Linked DNA regions of Mus musculus: region 2 is linked to region 1. Evidence: chromatin contacts called from public promoter capture Hi-C data. All regions are on one chromosome and are shown on one strand. Each heading gives the region's core, a stretch centred on a gene start, on an enhancer-like site or on the middle of the called end of the contact. The rest is flanking DNA. Distances are from core to core; before and after follow the strand shown. Region 1 has its middle 110 kb from the start of Chrna7. Region 2 holds the start of Otud7a (OTU domain containing 7A).

Region 1 (7,638 bases), core at 2,914-5,413:
GAGACTACCCCACCCAGGGATCCATCCCATAATCAGCGACCAACCCAGATACTATTGCATATGCCTGAAAGATTTTGATGAAGGGAACCTGGTATATATGTCTCATATGAGCCTATGCCAGTGCCTGGCAAATACAGAAGTGGATGCTTACAGTCATCTATAAGATGGAACACAGTGCCCCCAATGGAGAAGCTAGAGAAAGTACTCAAAGAGCTGAAGGGTTCTGCAACCCTATAGGTGGAGCAACAATATGAACTAACCAGTTCCTCTAGAGCTCGTGTCTCTAGCTGCATATGTAGCAGAAGATGACCTAGTCAGTCATCACTGGGAAGAGAGGCCCCTTGGTATTGCAAACTTTATATGCCTCAGTACAGGGGAATTCCAGGGCCAAGAAGCGGGAGTGGGTGGGTAGGGGAGCAGGGTGGGGCAAGGGGGGGAGGGTATAGGGAACTTTCGGGATAGCGTTTGAAATTTGAAATATATATAAAGAAAAAAATCTAATAAAAAGGTTTAAAAAAAAGAAATATATCAAACAAAAATTCAAGCGCCATATGAGTTGTTTGTTGGTCAGTAAACTCTTGGAAGCCCTCAAAAAAATCTTGTCATTCCTTTTAGTTGCACACACACACACACACACACACACACACACACACACACACACACACACTGGTTGAAAGAATTAGAGAAAACGAGCTGAAACTTAGCTGTAAATTCCCTCCCTGTTGTTTAGCTTTTACCTGCTAGAAGGTGCTATGTAGGCTACTGGGAGAGTGACTGCATCAATGGGAACCCAAGAACGTCAATACCAATGTGCTGGGCAGCCAGGGTGTGCTTGCTTTTGTAACAGTAGCACTACTGTTAGGGGGATAGCAAGCTGCCCTCAGATTAGATTTGAGGCTTTATTGACAGGAAGAAACTGGTTCATGATGTTAACTAAGCCAAAGCAATATGACTGGAGAAGTTATAGGTCTCATAGGGAATGTACTACTGTTGCTTATTTAAACTGCCACTGTGTCAAACTGCCTTCCAAATATCTACCTTCTTACTCTTACATAAACGGCACCTTTGGTCTTAAGAAGAGAAACCTCTCCTTTCTGTGACCTGAGTGGCAGTGAATGAAGACTTATGGCTTCTCATGATGCTGAGAATAAACAAAGATGCTCAGCCCTAAACACAATGTCCATGCTACTTCTTTTGAGGTTCAGGAGCATTGAGGAAGAGGGGGGTAGTGAGAAGATGAGAACTGGAAGATGCAGAGAAGGGTTACTAACTGCCATCCTTTGGGTGTTACACAGCCATTGCAATATTGAACTTAAGCTGAGATGCCCAAGACTGGCACTGTCAACAAGCTCTTATGCAAGGGGAGGGGCTTATGAGGTCCTGTCACTCCATTTGACTGAAAGACTCTGGGAAGTCATTTATGTCAGTTGTGTAGCCATTGAAGAGTCCGCCAAATTGCAATGGGTAGTTCCATGCTCACACAAAAGTCCTTGACTAAACTCAGTAGGTCATAGAACAAAACAAAATGATATGCATATAGGAATGGAAAGGAAAGGGGCTTGTAGACAAGAGAGGGATGATAGGGGCAGGAGAAGTGAGAAATGTGTGCATTTTATGGATGTATGAAAGTGGAAAAATACATTGTCTAAGATTGGACCTCATTGGCTAGCCTGAAATTCACTGTGAAGCCCTGGTTGGGCTGAAACTCGTTATGTAGACTGGGCAGACCAGGAAGTCATGGAGGTTACCTGCCTCCGTTTCCTGGGTGCTGAGATTAGGGCATGCACCATGACACCTAGTCTGAAAGAGCAAGTATAATTAAAAAGTATTTAAAACCCCAAAGCAAAACTACAAAAGAGCACAAAACACTCTGCTACATAGGCTAACATAATGCACAATAATAAAGCTTAAGCCACAGCTTTAAAACAGCAAAATTATGAATAGACAATGAACTGAATGACAGACCACACATAAAAGTTATTTTGATGGCCATTTCTGCTTCCATAAAGGTGATGGGTACTTTTCTCAGTTCCCCACACCTGGTGCAGATAAAACACCTTGAACATTTTGCAGAAATAAAATATGAAAAGTGTGGAAGCCAGGGAGATGGCAGGCTGGCTATGGAACTTGTGTCCTGAGGGAGGAGCTGGTGACAGTTCCTGGGGTTTTCCTTTCACTTTGCACCCTACTCTGAGTGCCAGGAAGCCAGCACCCCAAAAACATTAACAAGACAGCACACACAGGAGGCCAGTTTTCTGCAATCAGAAGAGCAGTTTATGCAAGAGAATACTTTCAGGCAAACTGCACTGTTGTGGTTATTATTATTTTGGGGGTTTGCCCTCACTTCAGGTAATTTAGTTACCAAATCAAAGACACAGATCTTTAGATTTATAATAAGCTGTAGAGCATTAGAGCTGGGTAGGTATCTATGCTATTTTCTGTTTCCCTGGCAAAATCTCTGAGATAATATTTGCCGTGTTCCTTTTAGGTTGCTCCTGCTCCATCAGGTCAGCACTCATGGCCATGTGCTTAAGATCCATGCTACCCCACGGTGACCTCTTCCTTCATTCTCCTTGTGGTCCCTGCCTGACCTCAAGTTCTGGGAATGTTTGCTCAAGCTCCTCTCTTCTGTCCATTTGGTGTATATGAGGATCTCCTCATCAGGGGTAACCAGATTGGGGGGGGGGGCAGTATTTAGTATTCAAATACAAAGCAGCACCTGACCAACCCCCTACACTGCACAAATACCTACATCCCAAATTCTACCTGTGAATGCCAAAGACAACCAGTTAGGAGGCTTCCAGCCTTGCCAAACTGTAACATGACAACGTAGCCGATTTTCACACATGTGGGTAGCAGAGAACGCCTCGCCTCGTGGAAGGAATCTTTACGCACGATCAGTGCTAATTAAACTCTATCTATTGTCAGCTAGTGGAGGCCTCATGAGGATCGGTAATGAGGCATCTTGCTTTTCCCTCTCTCTAACATGATGGTGTTAGAAGATGCCGTGTGAGACTAGCCCATCTCGTGGGGTGTCAGCAGGGAACAGTGGGAATCCAGCCTCATCTCCCACCTAACACTACTGAGGCTCAGCCCCCTCCATCCAGTGCTACAAAAGGCTGGCTAAAAGGAAAAACGAAAAAGATTCGGTTTGGTAAATGTAATAGCCCAAATGTCTACATTTTAATTCAAAATCACTTATCAAACCAAAAATGAGGAAAACTTCAGTCTGAATGTAAAAACAGTCAAGTAGGCACTTGTCTTCTTTGTGCTGCTATAATAAAGTACCTCAAACATTAATTTATAAGCAAGAGTATATTTTCTCAGTTTTGGAGCAGAGAAGTTCAAGGTCATGGCTCTTTAGTTGAGAATCTGAGAGGAGTTTCCCCCCCTCCCCTGGTTCTCTCTCACTGCATCCTCACACAGCACAGGGGGCTAACACTGTATCAGTGCAGGTGAAAAGCATAGAAGCCAGGACATCTCTGGATCTCTCCAGCCCTTTTGTAAGGCACTGATCCAATCCCAGGGGCCTTAATCACCCACACAGACCCCACTTGTGAATACTGCTGCAATGCCAACAAAATTAGCAGGAGTTTTGGACAGACACAAACAGCAGACCACAGCAATGTCAAAACAAAAATGACTTTGATGTTGAGACTCCCTCTGTGGTTGGGTCACACCATGCTCACCACCCTGGACAGCCACCCAGGGCGGCCTGGCAAGCCTGGAACGCTCACGCAGCTGAGGCTGAGAATGGAGAACTACGGATTCCTCTAGTGCAACAGAGCAGGGGCTGCTGGGTGACCTCGCTCATGGCTCCCTGCACTTAGGCACATTTAGCAAGCTCTAGTACAGTTTCCTTGTAGGCAGCTTGGGCCTAAGGGGAAACTCAACACCCACACCTGCATAGGGACTGGCTTGTTGTTGTGTTTTCTACCGGGAGAGATGTATGTAAGTCATTGAGAGCTGCCAAAGACACTGTCTGACGCTGGAGCTATGATTTTCATTTGGGCTAAATCCTAGAAATGTTATCTATGGTGCCATCAATTGGATAGCTTACTCTTTGGCGTCACCTAGTGGCTGAAGGCTTAAGATACAAGTCCAAAGCATAAAGTGTTTTGAACTTCTAGAGGAGGGTTGTGAGCCTAATGATTTTTCTCTGGGCTCGCTTTGCAGCTGCTTTACCAAGCACTCACAGACTTTGCTACCAGATATCCAAAAATGGCACAAACTCATAGAAATAACCAGCAAACCGCTAGCCAAATCTCATTGGCCTTTGCCCTTTGGCCTAGGAATTCAGGGAGCTGTAGCAAAGCCAAGGCATAAAGGATCTCAAACAGTGCTATGATTTGTTGTAAAAAAAAATGACTCGAAGATTCCCCTCAACTGATGAGAGGTCTGATTGTGTGGTTTAGACCTACAGGAGAAACCAATAACCTTGAGCCTCCGAGGCAACAGTTCTCTCTTCATGGGGGTCTGGGACTGAGGGACCATTGGCATGGCTAGCTGTTGGGCACAAGAGACATGAGCATTGTCAGGGATTTTCTACTCTTACTTGGCTGCCCAACATCAAGTTTGTGTGCTGTAGTGTCTGGTTTGTACTCCTGCGGAGTACCCAGCATGTCCCTTGCTGCTGTGTGCCCACATGCTTGTGTATGGCCTTGGGTGCTTGTCTTGTGACCTATGTCATGGTGCTTGCTATTTTGTTCAGTATCCTGTGTCCAGTCGGTGGTCCTCGCATGTGCCTCTGTCTGTGTCTGCATTTAAGGCTTACCATTATGTTCCCAACTGCTTCTCATCTCTGTGTGTATTGTCATCCAAACCCCAGTTTCCTTTATCATATGCCAAACGCATCTGCAGATGTTGGTTCTGATACTGTCCCTGTTGCCCTGTGCCTAATGTAGGTATCCCTCAAGGGGTGCCAAGTGTAAGTTACTTGGAGTTGCATGCCCAGAGTGCATGGTGTGTGCACGCCTGGCAGTGCCTGCCTCAGCTTGATAAGACATGTTGTTTGCTTGATAACTGTCATAGTTTGTGCTCTGTTGCCACAGTAAACATCGTTGCCAAAAACAACTTGGACGGGAAAGGGTTTATTTCATCTTACACCTTGATCCATTATCAAGAGGAGTCAAAGTTTGGGATTCAAGACAGAAGCCTGAATGCGGGAACTGAAACAGAGACCAGGGAGAAATGCTTACTGGCTTGCTCCCCCTATTTTGACTAGCTACCCTTTTTAAAGAGCCTAATCCCACTTGCTCAATGTGTGCACCCTGTGTGTGCAACCTGTGTGTGTGTGTATGCATGTGTGTGTGTGTGTGTGTGTGCATGTCCTGTGCCCTAAGCTGTATACCTTGTGATATTCTCAGTCTGTTTTCTGAGAAGTTTAGCCTCTGTCTGTGTGCCAGTCTAGAATACCTTCAGTTCTAACTGGGAAGCACTCAGGGTCATATCTGGCCTTTGGCCAATCCTCTCCCTCCCTTTTCCCCCCAGTGATCTCAGAATCCTGGGGACATGTGTCTGGCCTCAGTTTTTCATGTTTGACTTTTTCAAACATGCACCTTCTTCACTCCTTATACAGCCCATTAACTGAAATTGGGGCATGCGGGGATGGTACTGAGGTCTGTCTTCACGGCTCTATTCTTAGGACCACCCTTTGACCATGTTGCCAGCGCAGGCCTTGTCTCCAGGGCCTTTGGGGCTGGCAGACCTTGGCAGAGAAGGCTTTCCTCCGTCCTGCCATGCTCTTCCCTATGGAGACTCAGTTTTTCCTCACAGCTCTCACACTGCCCTATGACATCCCCCTTCTTCCAGCTTGAGGATAAATTCCACCTCCACTCAACCCCCTGTCCCGTCTCATCCTCGGTTTCTGTCCTTCTCTGACTGGGTCTCCCTTGCTCAAGTGCTCAGACAGACCAACTTACATTTGTTCTGGCAAAAATCTGACATCTATATAAAATGGATCTGAAAGACATTATGTGAAGTGAAAAATTTGCACACACACACACACACACACACACACCTCATGTTCTCTCTATAAAAAATTTAAAAAATGTTTATCTCAACCTTTTTCTTGGTGGTCTGGTGTTTATGGTTTGAAGCCCTAAAAGTAGAAGGGAGTAGAATGTCTAGAAGTGATGAAGGGCAGTAGAGGGAGGGTCGATCATGAAGGAAAAATGAGGTCCTGTGCCCAGGGAGGTGACAGTTCACAAGAGCCCCGTTCATGCTCTAGGAAGAACAAAGAACTTGAAGGAGGAAATCATAAGAAGGATATGTTAACCTGACATAATTCTGAGTTTATTCATCGAAATGTCACAATGTACTGGAAATGTGGACAATTATATGTTAATTGAAAAGGGAATTTAGAAAAATAAAAGCCACAATTTCAAGCCCCCATTCTGCATTTCAAGCTGGATGTCAGTCTGCTGACACTGAAGCCAGCCAGGGTAGTCCTGATCCCATGAAGCTGGAGGTACACTGGAGAGCTCTCCTCCCACCTCCTAGTGGGCCTGGATGGTGGTTAGGGGTTCACTCATCCTCTGCTCAACGTCATGGCTCTGATTGTTGCAGTACCAGAGATAACCACGAGATGGCAGAGCTGCCCCTCTATTTTAGGGCACTGGTCCTTATAACTTGCTGGAAAAAAAAAATATCCCTGGTATAAGAGAACCCTCAGATTTCTTCTGTAAGGATGTGGTGGGGGATGTAATCAAGAGAAAGATATGATGTTTATAAAAAGTAGACTTTAAAAGTACAAACCAGTGATTAAAAAAGACACTCTAAAAACTTGTGCTTGGTTGGGGCCATTAGAGAACATAATATTTAAACCAGGTGGCTGGGTGTTTTATTAGTAATGTCCCTGATTTGCTGTGTTTCTCCTATGGCAGTCTGGGGCCTATTACCTTCCGACCTCTCTTCTGCCTCTGGTTACTGGAGCAAGGGATATGGAAAAACATGGCTAGCTATGACCTGCAGGGTTTTCGAGTAGAAGGAAGAAAAGGCCTGGTACTTCCAATGGATCTTGATGGCATTCAGCCCAGGAAGTATGTTTACTACCTGTGTTCTCAGTGAGCTCTTTGCTTATTCCTATTGTGTAGGCTGTTGTCCTGTCCTGGGTCCCCTGTATATTTTGAAGTTTTGGGATTTTTGATCACTGTAAAACTACTCTCTTCTTCTATTGCGGTTATGAATGTGTTTTCTTCTCCTTTCTCCTGACTTAAAAACCAAAGGATGGTGATGGGGGCCTTAATTCTCTAGAATCCTGCAAGCATGGGAAACATGCCTTATCATCTTTGGAAGCCTCTTCCCACAGGGAGGTGCTCTTGCCTTCTGAGCAGATCTGAGAGCCAGGTAAAGGTGACTGTGCCATTCCCTCTCCGAAAGCCCCGGGAAGAGCAGATCATGTCTCTGGTCTGTGCCAGACAGGACGAACCTATAAAATCCAAGGCGGTACAGCTTTGAGGATCAGCATTTTCACTTTTGCATTTTTTGACTTTGCTGAAGACAGTGAAATTCATAGAAGACACAGATACTGGATGGACACAGAGTCCTATTTCCTAGGCTCACAGGGGTCAATTCTCGCACCCTCAGATGGACTATAGAGTTTAATATGCAACTACACGTTAGCATTTAGAAGACAGA
Region 2 (7,638 bases), core at 2,667-5,166, 120 kb before region 1:
AGTCTGTCCCTCTCTCCACTTCTCCCAGTGCGCCCACCCCGTTCTCTCCCTCAGATCCACTACTCCTGTTTCCCTTCAGAAAAAAAAAAAAAATAAAGCAGGCCACCTAGGGATATCAACGAAGCATGGTATAACAAGATGCTATAAGACTAGGCACCAACCCTCGGATTTGAAGACATTTATAGACCACTTCACCTGTCTGTTACTATAAATGGTAAAATGGTAAATTGTAACAAAGGTGGCTTCTCCTGGTGTTGTTCTGTCATGTCTGCAATAAGACCATTCTATTCTTAGTCTTACACACAAACTTTCTGGGACAGAGCAGTTGATCAATGGGCAAATACTCTTTTCAGGGTTCAAAATATTTTCAAATTAACTATAAAAAGAGACATGAATATTTTCTTTCCATCTAAGTGCCCGTAGGTTTCTGGATTCTATTTGAGCAGAATTTTCTTTGGTTGCCCTCGGCTATATAGAGTAGTAGCTTTATAAGTAATTTGCTACCTTTGTTTTTAATGTCTAGTGGCACTTTATCCATGCCCATCTGCAGCACTCCGTGTAAAAGGCCTGGCCCAGCAGAAAGCTGAAAACTATAGCATTACCATTTGCTGCCTGGCAAACCAGTAATTTGGTCTTCCAGGCAATTTCAAAGGAGTAGTAAGTATTCTTAGAGCCAGGGTACCTGGAGAATTCTCTAGTGCGGTGCCCACTAAACTTTTCTTTCCAGCTATGAGAAATTACTTTGGTAGGTAGGATCCATCAGGAGCCTTTGGGGTTCAGTAGCACAGCTGCACACTACAACAATTACGGAAGTCATGAGGCATGCCCACAGGAGCTGCCTAAGGTAAGCCTCAAACAGACCATGGCCATCTGAGTTCACAGCCCATGAGGCACAGCCTCCCAGGGTCACATGACTGAATAACTGGAGGCGTACATTATGGACATATCAACCACATTAAGATTTTAAAAAAAAGTAGTTGTTTACTTTCTCTTGTTCTCATTTTCTAGGGGATAAAGCTGAACATTGATTAAACATTTGCTTTTTTCCATCAGAAAGACCTCAAGGCTGATAACCCTGCCAAGGAGGGCAAGCAGGTCACCTGGGAGGTACCACAACACAGAGAGCCTGGGTTTGGTCAGTTGGAAATGAACACCAGGGGCAACTGTTATGTAGGAGGTTGCCAAGGGTGGCTCTCACCAGCACACAGGACTGCATGTCGATGAGGACAACTCTTGTCTCCAAAACAGTACTCCTGAAATCAAGTCTTCAGCCTCAAGGTGTGGTAGGTACCAACAGCTATTCTTCAAAGACAGGGGCAATTCAGAAGGCTCACACTGATGGCCCCCACATCTGGCCACTCAAGTGCATATCCTCTCTGTTTTCCATTCCTTGGGCACACAGTGGGGGAGGGGGAAATTAGGAGATTATGCATGAGATACACATACATGCACACACAGGAACCACCCATCCAACATAAATATTTGGTAATTCTCTCCAAGCATCTGGTAGAGGCACAGCCAAGGCACATCCAGCACGCCCCCTACTGGTTTGGCAGGAGCTGACTCAGCCTTTATTCTATGGGCCTAAGTCAAGGATGAATGACCTTAAAATCCAGAGGGACAGACAAAAATGGCAAGATAAAGCAATTTGGGCTTCTTAGAAATGAAGAGCATAATACTCAACTAAATACATTTCAGAGATGTTTTCAAAATGTTACAGGAAAAAAATGTTACTAATCCCTATACATCTAGAGGAAACAGTTAGTGTTGAGTATTCATAGTTACAACGAATAAATTCTCACAAGTGTACAGGTGGAGACGGTGGATACAAAGGCCACCATAGTTTCAGAGACTCAATTTCCACAGTACATGGCACTAAAACCACTCACCCCTGAAGGCACTTTAAACACAGAAGGATCTTGGCACCTAACACGAGCTCAAGTTCACAAGGCAACCTGTGTAAGAGAAATACCACAGAAGAGCAGTACCTGTGGCCAATTTCACTCCATGGGTTATTCTCTCAGCATACCGCTGTGAATAAGTTTGACATTATCAAGAGGTCAGAGACTATGATGTACACATTGCTCACTCACTGGTGGCTGCTCCCTCTCCTCCTCCAGCAATGGGGGGGGGGGGGCTCAGAAGTTTACTTCCCAAAGGTACATCTGCTACCTAATCTAGGCACAGTTGTGATTAGTATGTAGCCAGACTCCATGAAGTAATGATTTGCATTCACGATCACCCTGAACACCAAAAGTCTACAGTAACCACTATTTCCAGGGTTCCAGATTCAAACCTTCCTGTGGCATATGGCACTAAGTTCCTTGCAAACCCAATATGATCACACTAATAATTTAAGGCATCCTTATTTTAACCAATTAGGAGGTGCCATTAATTATTAAATACAAAAACATCAATACTTTGGTCTCTTATTAGATCTCCTTTTGATACAACAGGCCTAAGTAGATGTTCGGACTGTCTTGGGAACTAGCTTTCGGCTGTTCCCATAAGAGCAGATACTAATGGCATACTCATATAATCAAATGAGGGCATGCTGCTGGCATTTATTGAGGAATTTTCTTCCAGAACTTGGTGTGCTGTGTAGATCTTAGGCTCTCATATTCCTTGAACGCTTTGGATAGGTCTTGGGGTCTGGTGGGACACACAAGTGCTAAAAGAGCCCTAGAGTAACCAGCACCTCTCCCAGGCACACCCTAGACGGGGATGTTGGTGATGGAGGAACCCTTCAGATTCACCTGAAGCAATCAAGGCCTGCAACGACCCTGCTCTAGTCCCATTGTCTGCCTTTGCCTGGACACACACTAAATAGATTTTTTAAAAAAAAGAAGTGTTTCCCATACAGGTCATTTTCATTAACAGAGATAAGGCAAGGTACAAGCATGTACTGCCATACCTGATGGATCTGTGTGCTCTGGATCAGCTGATTTCCAGACCTGTAGGGACACATTTTCTTTCAGCCACTCTCTCAAATGTACTAATCTTCAAGCCAACAGAATAAAAACTGCACTTTATGAGGTTTTCGAGTTTTGAGCGCAGAGAAGCAAATTCGATGGCTAAGATTCTCAAAGAGCTGCAGTAGCTGTACCGGTCGGGAGGAGGGTACACTTGAGCGGTTATGTCCAATGAAGGAAAGTTTTAGTTAATGATGACATCACTGACATCTCCCAAATTTAAAGGAGCACTTAAAGCACAGCAGATACAATTTTCCCCCTCCAGTGAGGAGATACTAGGGAAGGCCTCTGGGTTCAGAGCCAAATTGCATCAACCCTTCGCAGCTGGCCAGTCAGACCCAGAGAAGTACGCGGGGGCCACCGTGACCCACGTAGCCATAGCCCCTGTGCAAGCCGCCTCAGGCGCCGCTCTGAGCTAACCCTGCCCTTCGGACCCCCAACGCGCCCCCACGGACCGAGGGCCCAGTCCCGCGCGCTTGCCATCACGTTCCAGTGCGGAACCGCGAAAAGGGCCAGGAGGCAGCCGCCGGAGCCAGCGGGAGCGCCGCGCCCTACCCTCGCCCGGCTGAAGCCGGAGCCGGTGCCCGTGGCGCCCACGAGATCCCGAACTGTTCCCGCAATGCAGACGCGCAGTGTGAGCCCTGCGCCCCCAGCGTCCTGCAGCCCCTGCCCAAGCCCACTCGCCTCCCGGCCAAGCGCAGGGCGACCCCGCGCCGCGCGCCCCATCGCACCTGCCCGCTGCGCCCGGCCCGCCGCCCGCCGGCAGCACCGTGGCCAGCGCCGCTTACCTGCCGCGCAGCCCGCCGGTCCGCCCGCAGCGCCGCAGTCGCCGCTAGCCGACTTCCATCTTCCCTGGCTTCGGGAAAACCAGATCAGCTGTTCCGCTCGCGCCCAGCCGCGGCCCCCTCCCCAGCTGCCGCGCGGCGCCCGGGCCTCTCCTCCCCCGCCTTCCTGGCTGCGCCGCGCTCCGCCCCCCGCGCCCCTCCGCTCCGCCCGCGGTCGCGCGCAGCGCCCGCCTCCCGGCTCCGTCCGCGGCCCCGAGGCGCGCGCCCTGCCTTGACGTCACCGCTTCCACCGTGCCCCGCCCCCGCCGAAGTGGTGCGGGTAGGGGAGCGCGCGTGCTCGTGGCCACCGTTGGCCTCGGTCGCGCCGAGCTCTGCGAAGACGCGCTAGGACCCGCTGTGTCCCCATGCACGCGCTCCCATGTTTGCCCCCTTAGGGTGTAGCCTTTTGAGGTTGTCCCTGGACTTAGGGAAACCCACCCTCCCCTCTGCCCTGCTCATCTTTTCTCTAGTGGTCTGCATTCACCTTTGGTTTCTTTCTCTGGGCTGGCTCTCTTTTTCTAAACACCCTAAACTTTGACTGTTTCCACGCCCCTCTGACCTTCCCCTATTTCTTTCCCCATTAATAATGTTTACATGACTGTTTTAGACGTTTCCTCCGTGGTGACTGTTTAAGACTTTTCCTCCAGCCTGATATCAAGTGGATGCCACTGCTTTCTGCCCTCTCATTTAACCGTCTTGGTGTAGCTTTTGCCTGTTAGGTTCAGAGCTGGGCGTTTCCACATTCTTGGTCTCTTGTTCAAGAAACTGAAATAACAGTGCATAGGTATAGCAAGCTAACAACAAAACAAGGCCATAGTACAAATAAGAGATATACACAGCCGACAGCGGGCCACATCAGTGAGCACACTCAAAGGCCCTTATTATTTGGAGGGTTCATTCTATGGTCTTCCAGAAAAGGAGACATTTAGTTGCTAAAGGATGTAGCGTCAGTGGTTCTCTGTTTTGATTGACAGAGCAGATTATGTAAGCCATTTGTCACTATGCACGTCCTTTCCTATAATGTGTTTTATTTTAATCATATGCACACCCAACTTTGCATAGTCATAGGATGGTTAAATGGTGTGTTCTTCCTAAAAGTTCACTCAGAGCACATCTTTCCTTATTGCATATACACACAAGACTAGTTCAAACTGGATTAGGATTCCATTCTTATATAGCTGGAATCTAACTGAATAGAAACTGTCGATGTCTAACAGTCTTTACAGGAAGGAAAAACCTATTCCACTGTTTCGAGTGGGGTGTAGATACAATTCGGTGCAAATGGATATTCAAGGTTGCCAACGGGTTGCTAGTGCATCGTTAGGAGAGGTGTGTATAACTAAAGTTCCAGATTGCTAAGCTGTGCTTTATGCATAACTTTCTCAACTTCTCTGAGACACTTTTCTCCATAATTTATCAAGATCAGTATTTGAACTGCTTTGTGTTGAGAAGGGGACTAAAGCTGAATAAGGCAAAATCCTCTTTCCTGTTCTGTTCCTAAGGCTGTTATATCTCCTGGATCTCCATTGGTGAATGCTCAGAAAATTTCTCATGCTACAAGTCAAACTGAGCACTCCCTTTGCCTGTTCCGTCAATCCTGGTGGCACTGTTGGAGGAAGGCCATTTGGAATTGAAGTTGTTGGGTTCTGAAGACATAAACTGCATACTTATTGAGAAGAGGAAGAGTCAGGGAGAGGATAGATATCCACTAGGTAAGGGCACTGGGAAAGCCCAGGTCTGTACTGTCAAGTTGTATTGTCCAGGGTTCCAAGTCGGCTTCTCTCTGGAGAATAGTTTTGGTTTTTTTTTTTTTTTTTTTTTTTTTTTTTTTTTTTTTTTTTCCCCAGACTTGTCAACATAAAGGGACCTGCTCAATGACCACATAAAATTTAGGTCAATTTTACAGAATAAATGGTTATTTAGGGCACTAATAGTTCAAGATAAATTTAGGTCCTATCCTGCAATGTGTTAGCTCTCCACAACCACAGATCAGACATCTGCCTTATAGAATTCTTAACATACATGTGCTATTTAATTCTGGGAACTTCACTTCAAAGTTGTCCTTTCACTGCTCTGGCAGTTTGACTGATAGATGCCCTGTATAGGTTCATGAGTTTGAACACTTGGCTACCAGGTTGTGGTGCTGCTTAGGATGTTAGGGAGCATTTGGGAGATAGGGGTGCCTTACTGAGGGAGTGTGGCACCACCTATAGCACACTTTGAGGATTTATAGCCATAACCTACTTGCTCTTCTGTTTTCTCTCTCATTCTCATTCCCTCCCTCCCTCCCTCCCTCCCTCCCTCCCTCCCTCCCTCCTCCCTCCCTCCCTCCCTCTCTTTCTCTCTTTTGCATGTAGATGAAATGTTCCTGCCTCTGCTGCCATCTCCAGCCTAGCCTGTTGCCATGCCTTCTACACAGTCATGGATTCTATCCTTCTGGAGCCATGTACCAAAGAAAACTCTTTCTTAAAGTTGCTTTAGGTCATGGTGCCTTACCACAGCAAGAGAAAAGTAATGAATAAACTGACCAAGTGTTACATTTTACTCTTGAAGAGACCCAATGTTGTCTTATGGCCCGCAGAGCAAGGGAAACTCATTCCCAGATGCAGTTAATGGGCAGAAAGGAAGTCTTCAGGAGAGAGAAACAGTTGACAGAGCCATTAAGGAATAGATCCCTAGATCATATTAAATCACGTGTCTTGATCAGGATCTGGTTTTACTTTATTTTGTATTCTATATCTAATATATCATTTATATGTATAATGCATAACTGGAATATTAGACCTAAAGTTAAAATAATCAAGAAAGGAACAGGTAAAGAAGGCATATGAATTAGTCCAAAGACCTCTGTAAAAATAAATACTGCTTAGTCATGTGGATTACATGTGCCTCCCACATCTAGAGGAATTTTTACACATGTAGTCTTAGAGTAGAAGTAAAATTGGAAGTTTGGGTGGGCAAACAGATACAATAGAACCCAATTAGTAGCACTTCACTAAAGCCAAGATTAGCATTATTTTATCACTAAGATGATGTCAAAGAGAACTCCAAATACCTTGAACAAATTTTAAGTATCAATTAAAAAAGTATTTTAGAAGTATAAAACATGAGACTTAGAAACACTGCCCTCGAGGCTTAGAATTTTAGTTACTTGGGGCACCCACCCACCACTATGGCAGAAGACATGTGTCGCCTGCTTTCCTGAAGTTCATGAAGATTTTGCAATAAATCTGAAATAGAAAAAGAAACAGGAATCTAGTTTATCTGCTGAAGTGTCATAGAACAGGAAGTGCTTAGAAGTATCCGGTAGACTCATTTTCTTCCAGGTTGAGGGGACTCCTTTGTGTGATGGCTTTTCCCAGTGGATGAAATCACCTAATTTTATTATTTTAGTTTTTCTTTCCTGGAGATTTTAACACAGAAAACCACTATGACCATTTCTGAGTGTTAGCTATTATGTTTAAAAGTCCCTTATAATAGAAGGTTTTTCTTTAGTAAAAATGGCTTACATACTTTTGTTTAATTTTGTATAAGATGTCAAAAATTATCTTATGAGAAAATAATGGCTGTTGCACAAAAGCACAGATCTCTGATTTAGAGGAACTAATAGAAGTATCTTTGGCTAAAGAAACTGAAAGATTTAGTCAATTTTGAGAGTTATTGTAATTCAAGGTTGTAGGGAGAGTTGAATCATGGTATAATAAGAAAAATTTTCCAACTAGGTTAAAATATTTATAGTTAGGAGTGCCCCAAGTAGAAGCAATACTTTTTGTAGAATCTCTTTTAGTATGGATTAATGTTGATAATTAATAATTAATATGGGGACTATCTGAAAGTAAAAG

What was found. Promoter capture Hi-C pulls out the DNA fragments that hold promoters and counts their contacts.
Region 2: a contact with region 1 is called in a promoter capture Hi-C map of hippocampal neurons, with 2.4 times the contacts expected there. The contact joins the promoter of Otud7a here to the enhancer-like site in region 1. A contact is called at or near these places in 2 of 39 promoter capture datasets (embryonic stem cells and hippocampal neurons) and 3 of 484 Hi-C or Micro-C datasets (cerebellum, cerebral cortex and morula).

The regions. Positions count from the first base shown.
Region 1 is chr7:63,318,701-63,326,338 of GRCm38.p6, reverse strand. No RefSeq gene overlaps it. Among named protein-coding and RNA genes, the nearest start is that of Chrna7, 110 kb to the right of the region's middle. Within about 2 kb of position 4,163, at least 15 of the 459 cell types and tissues checked have an H3K27ac peak or open chromatin away from gene starts, as enhancers often do. A contact at or near this core is called in hippocampal neurons, where this site is marked.
Region 2 is chr7:63,441,050-63,448,687 of GRCm38.p6, reverse strand. It overlaps Otud7a (OTU domain containing 7A), which reads right to left and starts at 3,916. Exons shown (of 14, transcript NM_130880.1): 1 at 3,761-3,916. 4930554H23Rik (RIKEN cDNA 4930554H23 gene) reads left to right here and starts at 4,159. Exons shown (of 10, transcript NR_131089.1): 1 at 4,159-5,125; 2 at 5,299-5,508.